2 separate regions of the Zea mays genome follow, and region 2 is linked to region 1. The links are chromatin contacts, called in public Hi-C maps. All regions are on one chromosome and are shown on one strand. Each heading gives the region's core, a stretch centred on a gene start, on an enhancer-like site or on the middle of the called end of the contact. The rest is flanking DNA. Distances are from core to core; before and after follow the strand shown. Region 1 holds the start of LOC100280116. Region 2 has its middle 32 kb from the start of LOC100381600.

Evidence for each region. A called contact is a pair of places that touch in the nucleus more often than the background predicts.
Region 2: a contact with region 1 is called in a Hi-C map of tassel, with 4 times the contacts expected there. The contact joins the enhancer-like site here to the promoter of LOC100280116 in region 1. A contact is called at or near these places in 3 of 25 Hi-C or Micro-C datasets (ear, leaf and tassel).

Annotation. Positions count from the first base shown.
Region 1 is chr4:185,724,162-185,727,043 of Zm-B73-REFERENCE-NAM-5.0, reverse strand. LOC100280116 reads left to right here and starts at 1,546. Exons shown (of 3, transcript NM_001153052.1): 1 at 1,546-1,957. The coding sequence starts at 1,588.
Region 2 is chr4:185,797,873-185,800,618 of Zm-B73-REFERENCE-NAM-5.0, reverse strand. No RefSeq gene overlaps it. Among protein-coding and RNA genes, the nearest start is that of LOC100381600, 32 kb to the left of the region's middle. Within about 2 kb of position 1,253, at least 12 of the 20 cell types and tissues checked have an H3K27ac peak or open chromatin away from gene starts, as enhancers often do. A contact at or near this core is called in ear and tassel, where this site is marked.

The sequences.
Region 1 (2,882 bases), core at 297-2,796:
GCTCGTGGACTGAAAAATCTCAGACAATTCTGAGGTATGTAAAGACAGGTGCCTGACAACGACGCCGCCGCTAAAGAATGAGATCCCGGTGAGCAATGAGATCGCCGCCGGAGCATCGCGAGGTGCTGACTGTGCTCGACACCAACCCTTGGGCGCCGATCGGTAGCGCACTCGCGACGGCGGGCGGGGTCAACTACAACTACTGCCCGACCTGGCGCTGCCTAGGAAATGCCTACAAAAACACCTAATCGTAGGTGACGGCCGGGTCGTCGTTTGGAGCTCGATCGCTATACGGTTGGGAACTGTGTGCATGGAAAATGTGGGGAAAGTTTAGCTACTGGATTCTGCTAACCAGCCATGATCGACGACTCATTGATGATGAAGTGTGTCAGGTTGGCAAAAAGGAAGATCGGGCACATGGGAAATGGCGCACGTGTGCGCTACCCACCAGTAGACCTAAGAACGTGGTCGGTCGTTTGGAAATGCATTTGTTTTTTTTCTTTCCAACTCTTCTGGTTGGACTTCGGAGAAGCATCTCTTTGAGGATTTTCTTTGCTTTAGCTAGATAGTTTATTGACATTCCTCCTTGTTTAGGTGTGGTTGCTTTTGCAGCAACAAGTCGTTTGATCCTACATGCATGAACAATCGTAGTAGTTTGATGTTTCTCTTTCAATGAACTTGATCCAAAATCAAACATCTTAGGTTGTCTTCAACAACTCCTCTAAATAATTTCCTACCTTGTATTTAGAGAAGATTTTTCTCCTCTATACACACCAGCAGTGTACTCTAAAATGTCCTCCAAATACGGAGAACACTCCTTCATCCTCTATATAGAAACTATATATCCTCTCCTCTATTTATTTATATTTGAGTGTATGATAAATAAATATATACAAAAATCTAGAGCTATATATATATATATATATATATATATATATATATATATGAGAGATAGAGAGAGAGAGAGAGAGAGGATGTTGTTGGAGTTTCTATACCCTCTAAATTCTCATAACCACATTTAAACTATCTTCTTACCTTGGTTTGAAATGGTTTTAAAGGTAAGTTTGTCTTTTTATTTAAAAAACAGAAAATACTTGATGATGTTTTTAGACCATAAAACATAGCTTACCTTTTTAAAAATTCTATTTTTCTAGATTTAGATTTTCATCGGAAAATGTTAAAAATATATAGACATTTTTGGGTTTAAAAACCTTATCAAATATTTACCTAACTTCAGTACCACTCCAAACTATAAAAAACAGGGTAAATAATTATTTAAATAATTTATAGCGTGAGATGTCTGATTTTAAAATTTAAAAATAAAAACAAGCATAGTGATACTTGGGACGTAGAATAGACTTTCTTTTCCTTTTCTTTCAGTCTGGACTCTGGAGATTCTAGATGTTTTGCAATAGTAAGCCCATATATTTTCACCCATCCGAATAGTAAGCCCATACAGCCCACGTATGGGCCCGATAATGCTGAAAGTTAAGCCCGTAAACACCCCTCTATTATACGGCATGAAATTGCTATACTAGATTTGCAGGCAGTTGAGCCGAACGGAAAGAACCAAAAAATAACCAGACAATGAGCTTAACGCTTCTCCAGGGCTACTCCTCCGCTGAGGACGACGACGATCCCGCCGCCGGCGCCGGCGCTGGCACCGAGCTGAGCGAGTCTGGTGATTCGTCAGCCGAGGAAGCCGGATCGGACGAAGACGAGGAGTCCGCTCCTCCAAAGCCGCCCCCCAAGCTCCGCCGCCGACCAAACCCTAAGGGGGGAGATGCCGGCGGCAGCGACGGGGGCTCCTTGCTGCCCTCCGCGCTGGAGGCCTTCGCTGATGTCTCGGGACCACCAGATTTTTTGAGGCACAGGGTTGCCGAGCCAGAGGAAGGGACGGAGGCCCTCGGTGTACTCGATCGCCGTGGGAAAGAGGGGAGCAAACAGCCGCCTCCAGGTAAGTAGATTTAAATACTCATTTTTTTGTGGAAACTGGAGACTAATGTTTTTTTATCCTCTCCTGTTTATTTTGGTAATGGTAGAGGAAGAGATAATTGTATTTTTGCCACTCACAATGTTGTCTTCCTGTTATAATTACCACTGTGTCTATGAATTGTGGGTCCAGCTGGGTCTATGAAATGTGGGCCTGATGGCAATTTTACAAACCTGTTTCTTGCTGATGGCAAATATCAAAATCTCTCGGTAGAGGAATGGAGGTCGATTAGATTGCTACCAATGTAGTTGCAGGTCTTGCATTGTTAGAGAATTGACGTAGATTTTATAGCAGTACATGTAGCGTTTTAAGATGCATTTAACAGAGTCTGGATGCAATTTCAGTTCCGAGTTCCCAAGATATTTGATGGTGAAACTTGACCAAGAATTAGGAATAGGCAAATTTGATGTACTGTGTATTTCCTTTGCACGTAGAGTGATACAGCTACCCTTTTAGCTAGTATCTGTGAGCTGGAATGTGAATACGTCACTGTTTTTCAAGTCTGAATGAAAAGGCAACGATCTATCTCGGCCACCATGAAGCTCTGCTGTTGGAGATATTTGATCATACAATTGCATTGCTAATTTTCTATAGCCAGTGTTCTTAAGGCGTCGCCTTGTCGCGCTAGGTGACGCCCAGGCGTCCAGGCGCTCGGGAAAAACTGGCCGCCTTGCTCGCCTTACCCGCCTAGGGGTCGCCTAGGCGCTAAGGCGGTTGTCTGGTGCACTTGCTCGCCTAGGCGCCTTAAGAACACTGGCTATAGCATCAGTTTTGTGTTCATCTGTTTTCAATTGCATGGCATAAATCTTTGTACAATCAGGTGGTACACTTCTAGAGTTTGTTTTAGTTTGAAAATATAAATGTGTAGTCTATACTCTATAATTGTGCT
Region 2 (2,746 bases), core at 4-2,503, 74 kb before region 1:
TGCCCTTGAACCGAGGGACACACCGGCGACGCGCGCGATGCGAGCGGAGGCAGCCGACCCCCCACGGCCCACGCACATGGCTCCCAGGTGGATCGGAGAGGAGAGATCTATCGTCTAGCCAATCCGCTACCCGTCCACCAGCAGGAGGAGAGATCTAGCTGCTATAGAACGTATCGTCGCAACTCGCGAGCATCATAAAACTAGTAGTCGTCCATTTTATTTACGCGCCTCAATGTGGTACGCACGCAGGCATATATATATCATAATCCTGTACTATTAGCTAGTAACCAGCTGAGTTGGTTGGTTAATCCGGTCAGAGTTGTTCACGTTTCCAGAGGCACGCGGTCCGTCCATTCAAGAATCAAGATACTTGTAGGGGTGTGCATGCATGTCAGTGAGCAACAATCTCCGCGGGAGAATGGAAGGTCAGAGGAGCAACAGCACAAGCAGATATATACATATAGATTCAGAGACAGGCAGCAAAAGAGAGAGCGGTGACTTGTGGGAGATGCATGATCGAGCGTTTCCAGGGGCGCCGGCGCCACACTGCTGCTGCGCTGCTACTAATGTGTAGTAGTCACTACATGTAGCTTTTAGGTCGTATAGATCGATCCGTGGGCCATGGAAGAGGGGGGAAAAGGCGTGTGGTGGGAGTGGCGGCCGAGGCGCAAATTATGTGTAAAGGAATCTGACGGGAGGGCCGGCGTCCGGCGAGGAAGGAGGTGGAATCCACTGAAAGATGCGATGCCTTTTTTTTTCTCTCCCTTCCATTCGTGCTGGACGTGCGTGCAGCACCACCTCTCTCTCTCTCTCCTCCGGTCGCCCCGGCGCACTAGAATGGATGGAGCAGCGGCAGGTGTTCAGAGATATAAAAAAGGGGGGTTTGACATTTTTGACAGGTGTCCGTCCCCTTTTACTAGCTGATGATTGGTGCCTTAAGCCCGGCCGGGTGTTTGTTCCTGGTCCGCAACGGCAGGCTACGTCCCGGATCGAGACATTATTATTGGTGCCGAGCCCGAGCTGCGACTGCGATGCATGCCGATGGTGAGCCACTGCACGCTAGCACGGTCCAAGGATGTGATCGGAATTGGAACACGACGCACGGCGACTGCCAGTGCGAGGGCAGGCAGCAGCGCGACTGCCGATCGAGAGATACTAGAGATCTAATATTGCGTGCCAATCATGGGCCTAATCTAGCCCTGCCCGACTGGCTATCTCTAGCTACTAGCAAGGTCAGGTGTGACGAATGTATAGCTTACTAGTCATGTCAAATTACCGGCGCCAGATCTGGCTAGCTTTATCCACTAGAGCCCGTTCCGGCCGTCCCATGCGTGCAATGCCGCCTTCCGAAATCCAAATCCGCTGTGCTGCTTCTTTGCTACAAATGCTACCTACTACGACAATATGTCGCTCTGTTGCTTGCCAGCATTCAACTGTAAACGACTTTTATACAGACATGAAAAAAAAAAATTCAGGGTAGGGTCATAGGGTGTGATTCTGAATTTAACTAGAGGAATGTGTATATTTTCAGGAATCTATTGTGCTGTTGTATCTATTATTTGGGTGCCGTTTGGTTTATGAAATGTAACATAAGTAGCAACAGCAATGATTGACACTCGATTGCCAGCGGTAGCAAGTTTTAATAGACAAACATGATTTAATGTTATCAGTTATTGTTAATGTTATAAATGTGTGAACCAAACAACAACTTGTCGAGATTTCATATATTTTTTAAGTAATGCTGATTGATCAGAAAGCTGAACCAAACGAACCTAATTGTGGGCACTCGAGCCTACCCCTAGGGATGGTGGAGGGGGACCCGTCCAGCGCGAGACGACCATGTGTCGCGCGCTCGGCGCTCCTCTGCCGGGATAAATGATGTGTGTCTCAGTTCTTCTAACACACATGTATATTCGTTTAGTTAACAATAAAGCGGCATCCAAATTCGCAGTGACAAGGACTTTAAGTTACAGTGGTCTACACGTGCTTGCATCCATGCTCGGACTAATTGAAAGGGAGTCGCTAGTTGGGTAATCACCTGTGCTCTCACGTAATTAGTAAAATTAGGACAGTTTGAATGGAAGTTTCATTAAAAAAAATGATATACCATAGTTTAGATAAACATAGAGACAGTAAACATTTTATGAATGAAATGAGTTTCGCGTTGAGCTAATGTCGATGGTCAAGTTTTTTTAAGAGTGAAGGAATAAATCATAAATGTGTTTGATTAGACTATTCACAATGGAGGTTTCATGGGGTGTTTCATGTATTAATTAGCCTGCCACATCAGCTATTTTGATGACATGTCACATCATTTAAGAAGAAAGAGTTTCATGGAGTTTCATGAGGATGAAACTATGTTAACTCGTTTCCAAGATCTTGGAAACTGTGTGAAACCTCCACTGAGAGTGTTTTGTTTCATCTTCATATAATTAAGTAAATCCTATTGGTTATTTATATGCAACATTTAAGAAGTATGTTGACATATGAAATAGTGAGATGAAACTCTCTATTGAGAGAGGGTATTTCATTCATCCATAAATCTGATGTGGTATTTTTGGAAACAGTGACGTGAAATCTCCATTGTGAATAGCCTTATTATGGCTTCAGGCCGTGTGGGCCACATGACATGGATAGCACAGTTACGTTGTGGATGATTTGAATTGGTTTTAGTGCCCATTAAGTACATCGCCACGCGAAGATACAGCCTGTCTATATCTTCTTATTAATTTGATGTCATATCAGC